Regions from separate parts of the Xenopus laevis genome. Here region 2 is linked to region 1. A link is a contact called in public Hi-C data. All regions are on one chromosome and are shown on one strand. The core of a region is the stretch at or near the end of the contact, and the rest is flanking DNA. Distances in the headings are between cores, read along the strand shown. Region 1 overlaps olfml2b.S (olfactomedin-like protein 2B). Region 2 holds the start of ddr2.S (discoidin domain-containing receptor 2).

Evidence for each region. A called contact is a pair of places that touch in the nucleus more often than the background predicts.
Region 2: a Hi-C map of the XL177 cell line shows a contact between it and region 1, with 2.5 times the contacts expected there. The contact joins the promoter of ddr2.S here to the enhancer-like site in region 1. A contact is called at or near these places in 2 of 4 Hi-C or Micro-C datasets (the XL177 cell line and the XTC cell line).

What each region holds. Positions count from the first base shown.
Region 1 is chr4S:97,962,363-97,967,053 of Xenopus_laevis_v10.1, forward strand. All of the region lies in intron 1 of olfml2b.S (olfactomedin-like protein 2B), which reads right to left. Among protein-coding and RNA genes, the nearest start is that of olfml2b.S, 11 kb to the right of the region's middle. Within about 2 kb of position 3,104, at least 1 of the 7 cell types and tissues checked has an H3K27ac peak or open chromatin away from gene starts, as enhancers often do.
Region 2 is chr4S:98,053,480-98,058,537 of Xenopus_laevis_v10.1, forward strand. ddr2.S (discoidin domain-containing receptor 2) reads left to right here and starts at 2,146. Exons shown (of 17, transcript XM_018261185.2): 1 at 2,146-2,667.

The sequences.
Region 1 (4,691 bases), core at 1,854-4,353:
CCAGTAAATTCTATCTACTGATTGGTTGCTATGGGTTACTGCTCCTGGGCAAACTTAGTGCCTTTTATTACATACCCCCACAATCTATAAAACCACAGATATTATTGAATTTACTTGAATTTTTTTATAGCTTTTAAGAAATATAGGAAAACCACAAATTTTTCAAGATTCGTGGAAAAAGTGTAGTTCGATTGTTAATAAATAGGCCCCCAAAATTCCTACAATGTCATGCACATATCTATGATCCTTCTTCTTTAGTCTTTATATTACAGAATAGGCAACATATTGTAGCAACTGAAGACTTGGAACATACAATCTAAAAATGATATTTCCAGTGCTTTTTAGTGGCTAAGGGGCAGAACTCCCATGAACTCGAAATTCAACCAATCGAAATTTATTAAAAAAATAAAATTTTCAAAACTTGGGTGAATAGGATCGACCCAAAAACTTGAATCGAATTCTAATCAATTTTCAGTTTTAAAAATTGAATTCAAGTTCTTTCTCTGAAAAAAACTTGAATGTCAGAAGGCTGCAAACAACTCCAAATTGATCCCAGGACATCGCCCATTGACTTAAACAGCAATTTGCAAGGTCTTAGGTGGCGGACAGTCCAATTTGAGTTGTGTGGGCCTGTGTATGATAAATTTCTAAAAACCAAATTTGAATTTTTAAAAAAAAAACAAATTGAATTTTAATAATTCCCAAGTCTAATTTGACAGTTTTGGACATAAAAAAACTTGACCCTTGAAAATCTGCCCATAAGTCACAGATATATCCTGCAGCTTTCCCTCTCAGCCCTAGATGCATTAACCAGGTAGTGACAGCACAGGAAAGCTCCTCTACCAATTGTTATAATAGTAATATTATTATTATTATTATTATTATTATTATTAATAATGAGAGGGTGATTCATAAGAGCATATAATGAGAATTCCCTGTGGGAACATGGGGGAAATGTTATTCTCATATAATTATTTATAAAATTATTGTTTTGTCAAAATAAAAGTGCCATGTTTCAGCTGCACTTGGTTACTTTGCTGCACACAATGATATTAAATCCCTTTAGGAGTAATTTACATCGGACTGCTAAAATGAAGAGTGCACATTGACTCAATACATTAAGGTGTTTACATCCATTTATGCTCCTGCACTTCCACAAGGACAATGCATCCATCCTGTCTCTTCTGGTGAATGGGGTGCAACTGCTGGGGAACCCTGGAGCTACAGCAACCCCGAATCTGTTGGCAACTGCAGAGTTCCCACAGCAGGTAGCATCAATAGGTGCACCAGACTTTGATCATGTGAATTAGATGCAAACACCAATCTGAACACACTGCATATGTTGACGCATAAGCAGACGCAACTTGGAATTTGGGCTTGATTGCGCTAGAATTCTTATTATGGAGATTTGGGTCAAAAATTTAAAAAATATCTCTAAAATAAATATAATGGTAATGGGTTGAAGATTTCTCATTTTTGTAATGTATGTTTATGAAGCTGGAGAAACAGTGAGTTAAAACAATCATGTCAGGGGCCCAGTGTGAATAGCTCCTAACTATAAAAGCCTGGCAGATAGATTATACGCTGAGCAATCTAAAGCACAATACTCCAGTATTCCAAACAGCTGTGACATATAGTATAAGCAATGCAAACACTATGAGGAATTTGCCCCACTAATGACAGACCTGCATTTACTAATGACAGTAGACAAAACATGGGGAATGGGATGAAAGGCAGCTTCTCTGTCTGCTGAAAGATTCCCTAGACATTGACGTAGAAAAATGTAATCTTTTCTTAGGGATGTGTTTACACATACAGGTACTCCTATCATTAACTGTTTAATTACATTGTTAACCCTTGTTTAGCACAATAGATTAGTGTAATAAAGAGATGCTGTCACCCAGAATATATAAGGCCCCCAGTTATGTTATTTTATGTTCTTGTTTTATACATAGTAGATGAAGTTAAAAACAAGCACATTTCCACTAACAATTAAGGTTATTATGGTTGCAGAATAATGTACTGTTTATCACTCACTGTAATCCCACAGTTCTACTTCTTCAACCCTGTGACATAACAATGCGGACACCAGAGCCCAAGGTTTTTAGACATTTGAATTATGTGTTCCTATCCACAAAGCAGTATGTGAGGTCTGATTTGGAACTTGGTCACAAAGTAAGGTGAAAACTGAAACTATTGAGAAAAGCGGAGGGAGCATCTTATCTGCCACGTCTTTATGTACAATGCTAAACTATCATAAATATAAATGTCTGGCCTCTTTTGTTTGATAGTGAGTAGCAGGGCTGCGTTTGTTGTAGGACTGCAAAGCTATGTGGCACGTACAGACCCCGAAATAAAGATATTTGTGTCCAAAATGGATTCATCAAGAACAATTCAGAATGCAATAAAATCACAAAAAAAATCCAATCAAACCAATAAACAGAATATTGTACAGCAAGACTGATGGGCAAAATGTTTATCGTATCGAGTGCAGTCAGGAGGGCCGCAACGTGGGTCAGATTTTAAGGCGCTGCTATTAGCTGATTTCATATTTGTAGCTCTGGCCAGGGACAGATTTTCCTTTGTCTCCCTGCTTTTCACGTGTTTGTCCTTGATGGATGGGTGGTGATTTTGGAAGCTTCAATCCCTCTTTTTTGGGATACTAGGCAGTACCTGAAACCCTCCTGTATGCCAATTCCCTAAGACCAAGCCCGGACTGGCAATCTGTGGGTTCTGGCAAATGCCAGAGGGGCTGCTGTATGTTTCCATAGAAAGTTACCATATAGTGGGCTGGTCGGGGCTGTTTGGGCTGGTGGGGGGCTGTGTACTTGGAATGGCAGGTCCTATTTTGACTCCCAGTCCAGGCCTGCCTAAGACTTACTTGCTAACGTGCAAATGTTCAATTTTATTTTATCAAGAATCATTAAATATTAAGTAAATATTTACACAGGAAGAACCCTCCTTCCACACCCTTTCCTACTTCTCTAATAGCTAGAGGGAGGCCGGGGCTAAAAGAAAACAGATTAACACCTAAAAGGGCCGCTTTACATTTACAGTCAGGTCACACAGATCTGAGAGCATTTTGTGTGCAAAGCATTTGGAAAAGTATTTGTATATGAGGCACAGGATAACTTTCCTGTATAGTAGTGACACCATGTGGTCAGTTTGGGGAATATGTTCAATCCTGCGTGTAGTTCAGCAGAGAAAGTGAATCTTTATACTTAATTTATTATTATTAACATGTATTTATATAGCGCCAACATATTTTGTAGCGCTGTACAGTAAATGTGATTATACAACTAAATCACATGAATTCTATACATAGAACATATGGAGTTACATACATCACAACCAATACCGGTACAAAAGATGAGGAAGGCCCTGTGCAGAAAGAGCTTACACTCTAAAGGGAAGGGAGTAATACACAAGGTGTGGGAGTGGGCAAGATCGAATTAAGTGGGTGAGAAATGTGGTACTGTATGTTGTGTTGCATTTGGTAGTTAAGCAGAGTGAGGGTAGGCTTCTCGAAAGAAGTGCGTTTTAAGAGATTTCTTGAAAGCAGAAAGGTTGGGAGAAAGTCAGACAGACCGTGGGAGAGAGTTCCAGAAGAGGGGTGCAGCCCTTGCAAAGTCTTGAATGCGAGAATGTGAGGAGGTATTGAGAGAAGAGTTGAGTAGCAGGTCAGTAGAGGAGTGTAGTAAGCGGTTGGGTGAGTGTATAGAGATGAGTTGCCATACATCTGTGTTTGGTTACATACATTAAAGCTGCCATACTGATCCTATATATAGAATCTCACCTACAAACTCCAGTAAATCAATCCACTCAAGTGCCCAATCATTTGTGAAAAGCCTAGATTCCTGGTTTGGCTTTTATAAGCACTAATTGTTTACAAAAAGAATCAGGCCATATGCAATCTGCCTCTTACGTTGTCTGCACACAGAATGATTCTGTTGGCCTGGGTAAAGGCACACATGGCTCATTTCAGTGCCGAAATGCAAACTCTCGCCTTTTGCCCCTGGCATCTATGCCTCCCCCATGCTCACTCTAAACATACATCAGTGGGGCACACAAGGTACTGTAGTGGGGTACCTTATGACAGAGGTGGGGCATACAAATAGAATGCAAATAATGTACTTTGAGTTCTCAAATTCACAATGTATCCAGAACCTTGAGCAGTGAAGATTTTGCGTCAGATGTGGGGGACTCAATGTATGGATAAGGGCAACACTTTAAGGGGATTATTTATCAAAATCAAAATTTTTCTTGTTTTTTTAAATAAAAAAAGTCCGACCAAACTAAAATCCACAATTTGCCCTTGTTTATCAATAAAAAAACTCGAAAAATCAGATTAGGGAAAACCGTGATTGTCTTGTGAAAAAAATAGACTTTTTAATGTATGGCGCCTGAAAAACCAGCGTCAACTCCCCAGAAACTCTGAACATAAATTCAGCAGGTTTTAGACAGAGAATTTCTGGATTCGAACTTGGAACAGATTGGGGGCATAATAAATTGTGAAAAAATTGTCTTTTTTTTACCACAACTTTTTGGTGTTTTCGGTGTTTTGATGCCGTGAAAAGAAATCTCGCCTTAATAAATAAGCCCCTAAGAGTATTTTGATGAACTGTGACTTCTTAAATACATCAAATTCATATTCTAGTTATCATTTTCAATAGGTCTACAAACTTTCAAAA
Region 2 (5,058 bases), core at 896-3,395, 90 kb after region 1:
CACAAGGCCAGGGAACCTTAATAAAATTATATAAAAGTTGTTATAATACCCTACACATGTGCCCACAGTTTAGTTTAGGTGCCATATGTTAGCAAATGTAGGGGGGAAGGATGATACCTGAAAAAAAAATTTACGATCTTTTTCAGTCTATCACCCTTTAAATAGGAAAGAACGCCAGCGATTTTTGGGACTTAGAAAAATTTTAAACTTTTTTTGAGGAACTCCTGTCTACTCTATTGCACTTCGCCTGGTCTGAGGTGGCGAAGGCAAGTCTGGCGATAGAGGTAAGGGTCAGTAAAATCAAAAACGTAGTGAATTTGTGTAGTAACGCTCTTTCGCCAGACCGTAAATTCGCCTGGTGTTAGAGTGCGAAGTTGCGCCAGAATCTATTTCCTTGGCGAATTTACACCAGCTACCGTTAGTAAATTGGCGAAGTGCTGAAATGACGTCACGCTGGCGATTTTTCGCCAGCGTTATTCACTTCGCCCTTTAGTGAATCTGCCCCAAAGACTTTTTCCAATGACTTTCTAATTTCTATTTGTGACAGTTTTTCTAACATTGGAGTGTAAAGTTTAATTTTTCACCTTCTAAAGCAGCTCTGGAAGGGGGGGGGGGTCGCCGACTCTTTAACTGTTCTAAACTGATACATTTAGTTGATACATTTGTTATCTTTGTCCCTGCTGAGCAGAATTCCACAGATACTGCTGAGAATTGTATTAACTAATTGTAGCAAATTGTAACCGTTCCGATGCTCCTGGATCACTGAGCTGCCAGACTGAAACACTAGAGACACGAACATTAAACTTAAATTTTGGGAAAACGGTAAAAAAGAAATGGAAGGCAATTGAAAAAAGCCTTTGTTTATGGTGAACAATCTGAAAACAACTGAACTGAAAAATGTGTTTGGAAGGTGAACAACCCCTTTAAAGTATAGAAATGTACAGCGCTTCTTAGTTCCCATTGTCATGCCTATATGTCTCAACTCACACAAAATTTATTTGTGCATCCTAGTTTACCCACCTAACTCAGCATTTGTAGTATCAGCCCTGTTACCCACATCAGTAATTTGTACCTGATTCTTTACTTTGACCATTGAAAAGCATAGCAATTTTACCCAAACCCACAAGAGCAGCTGGAGAGGATGCTTCATCCACTCACTATAATTGTCTTCTATCTTCATTTAATTATTCTGTTTACTTCTTTTTGTCTTCTCTTTTACGTCCTCCGTCCATTATTTCCTACCTACTGGGTTTTTTTTCTCTCAACACAAGGGTTTCTCAAGCTTAGCTTGCAGCATCAACTCTTCTGAAAACAGAAGGTATTTACTTGCCTCGTGCCACATACAAAATAAATACCAAAAAACTAGAGGCATTAAGGGCAGAGACATGCAAATCACTCCTGGTTTATAGCACAAATACAGCCTAATATCCAAACTTGTAGACAGTCTGTTTCTAGGCTATATCTGTGCTATTAAACCAGTGGTTGAAAGGGACATAAAGGAGTGATTTGCATGGCACCACCCATAATGCTTTATGTGAGAGTTAAAATCTAATTTTTGCATTTAAGGCAGTGCTATGTACTGTATATGACACGAGACAAGTAAATACCTTCTTTTTACAGAAGGCCTTATGCTTTTTGGCTCCTTTTAGCCTGTCTCACCCTAACTAGGCTAGGTTCTCTGCTTCTCAAGTTTAACTGACCTTGTTTCCAGGCCCGGATTTGGGGAAAGGCCCGGGCCTAGGACGGCAGGATTTTAGGGGGCAGCATGTTGCCCAACCGCATGCACATTGGTTCAAAAACACTAGGGATGCGCAGGAGATACAATAGTTTCCTGTGCACCAATCCCTATTGCTCTGGTCCCAATGATGAAAATTTGCAGGAATAAAGGGGAGGGAACAGGGGCGACAAACGGCAGTGGGCCTAGGGGCGCCGACTATGTTAATCCGGCCCTGCTTGTTTCCAGTATCTTTCGGCATTTAATCTTTATTAATTGTCTTTAATTTCCTGTATTTTCCCGAAAGAAAGAGAAACTGCAGGCCTTGCAATTTTGATATATGTCTTTTTTCACAGTAAACATTTCTGGGGTCAGGAGGAAAAAACCTGAGAGAGGCCAGTGTGATTGTGAGCTGCTTCCCCCCCCTTAATTGAAACCAAATGTTACTCAGGTTGCATGCTGGGAATTCTGGCAGTCAGTCTGTTTTAGCCAGAAACTAAACTTTTCTCAAAGGCAGCTTACATCAGGAACAGTACAGTCCCTCCCCGCAGACGTTTCCTTCGGAAAGTGCTCCTCCTCTTCTTTTTCCCCTCTCTCCTTATGCAGAAAACTGATAAAATTGAGAGAAAGTTTCACCAACAGATGATAATATGTGTTACCTCCAGCAGGCACAGGGACCCACAGCTTAATGGAATACACGGAAGTGCTTTATAATAAAGAAGACAGGACTTTTCAGAGATGACTGTGCCGCAGGAATGAAACATTGGCAGTAAAAGTGGATTGTTCACATATGAGCTGACAACTACAGCCTGGAGTAGCCACTTTACATCTCTTTTACAGGAAGGGATGGACGGGGAATTCTGTTAAAAAAGATGACTTTTCCCTGCTGATCCTAACAGTAGAGACTGGGTGTGCTTAGTGGATTAAAACAGAGAAGTCAAGTTCTGGAGAAGGTATTAAGTATATTTTTCTATATTTCCGATAATTTGTTTTTATCCTTTCTGTATATTTAATGCACCATTGGCATCTTATCTTTTGCCCAGTTGTTATTGACTATAGAACGGAGTGCATTTGTAACCAACTATTCAACGAGTTAGGCTGGCAGCATTCTGCTTGGCATGGAGTGGCTGGATCCTCTTGCAGAAGTGGTGATTAAATCAGTAGCAGTATAGACACAGAGTAGGGCTAGTGGCATCACTCATAGCTAATTCCAGTCTACTGATATGATATAATTATAATGTGAGTGTGTTCAGAAACCAGCACTCATAGTGGATCTGGGTTCTATGCTAATGCCAAGTGTGAGCAGGTATCACAAATAATGTACAATTGTCGCCAACGTGAAATCTGTCTCATTGTTGCATCATTTTATAAGGAATTGGAGGTTAAAGTTAACCCCAAAGATCATGCAACTGTACCTGATTTTTATATGAAAGTGTCACGTTTGCTGTGCAAGGCTCTGCTGCTTCTCTAGCTATTACATCCAGTTCCTCTATATTGGGATGTGCATTCGGCACTTTTATGTTTATCGTCCAGGTTTGTGATCAACTAATTCACACAGAGCTTTGCATAGTGGTACAGAGTGAGATACTATTATATGTACTCTGTAATTAGTCTCTGTTTTTAGGTAGTTGTGCATTCCCTGGTGTACAAGCTGGTGTATATATCTGTTCTGCGCAGCTTGTGTATAACTGAGTTTAACTCATTCATGGCTTGTGATCCAATTTAGTAAGCAGTGATAAACCGATGCATCCAGTGTGTAATAAAGTAGAGGAGATGTTTGCATGGAAGGCCGTCCATGGACAGTTTCTAGAACCCGACATTACTATTCAGTTTATTGATATCCAAAGTGCAGCCATCTTGTAGCCTTTAAGGGAATGTTAATATAATGCTATTACAGGTATGGGATTTCCTACCTGGGAACGGATATCCTGAAAGTCAGTTTTAAGCAAATAATTATTTTTCTAAAAATTATTTCTCTATAATAATGAAATAGTAGCTTGTACTTGACAATATCTAAGATGCATAAATCTATGTTGGTGGCAAAATAATCCTATTGGTTCATTTAATGTTCAGAGGAAAATAAAATGCACTGGGGGGGGGGTCGTAAGGCACCCCCAGTGAATATTACCACTAATCCATGCAGGTGCTTCTGTCTGCTGAAAACTGAACCAGCCCAGGGTGCATTTCCTGCTGCACCACTCTGTCAGCTTTCCTCTGCTCTGTCCAGAGAGCTGGTATGTACAGCAGAGTGCAACTTTAAAGTTTAAGACCCATCTTTACTCTACTGCACATGTGTGGTGTCCAGGACACCTGAAAATTACTGCTGGGACATTGGTGACGGCGTGCAGCAGGAATAGCATCCTGGCCAATCCAGGAATTAACAACGTTTTTAAGTATATGACAATTTCAATCTTGTAGAATCACTCACCATAGTAGAAATGTGGCCTCGGTGCTCCAGCCCCAGGCCCTCAGCTCAAGGGAGATCCGGCAAACATCAATCAATATGGCGGCGCACTCTCTGAAGAATCGCTTGTACACAATTCGTGAATAAAAAGTCTTTCTTTATTTAAACATCTCGATACATTGAAAACACGCGTTTCATGTCACTGCACTTCATCAGAGACCGGGGAAATCCGGGAATTACTCTTTGTTCTTTCAGGTATGGTGATAAAAAAGAAAAAACCCTTATCCAAACAAAAACAGGTGCCAAGCATTCTGGATTAGAGATTCGATACCTATACCTGCATATGAAATGTTTTTTCCTTTAAGGGGCTGCATTAAACAGAAATATGTGTATGAGTTCTGGGTACATTCCAGACGTTGGTATCTTTTCATATACATTAAGCTGCGCAATGCATAGTGTGTGGGGCTGCCCTGTTGCAAAATATGGAAAAGATTGCCTCCTAGCAAAACTGCTGATCAATGCCAGTGCAAGTACATCACACATATGCAAAAATGCCAGTCTATTTGTTTTTGGCACTTTCCATGATCTTCAAAACAATAAAGGTGAAGTAAGATTGCAGCCTCCTTAAATCTTCCCTTCTGTATAGAAGTCCAAAATGCAAAGACAATCTAGTAAAAATTACAAGGAAGTGCAAAAGAGAATGTGTATAATGTAGTAATTTAAAAATAAAACACAATGCCTTGAAAATGAGATGTGTATAAAAACAGTGCATCCAAATTTACACTTATGGGTGTATACTGTAAAGTGAATAGTCAACTTACTTCACCACTACAGGCCGGGCCGAGCGAACCAGTCAACCCGGCCAGCCGCATTGCCCCTACTTCCCATGTGTGCATGTATAAAAACTTACACTCACAGGCGAGTGAGCGTGAGTGCAGAT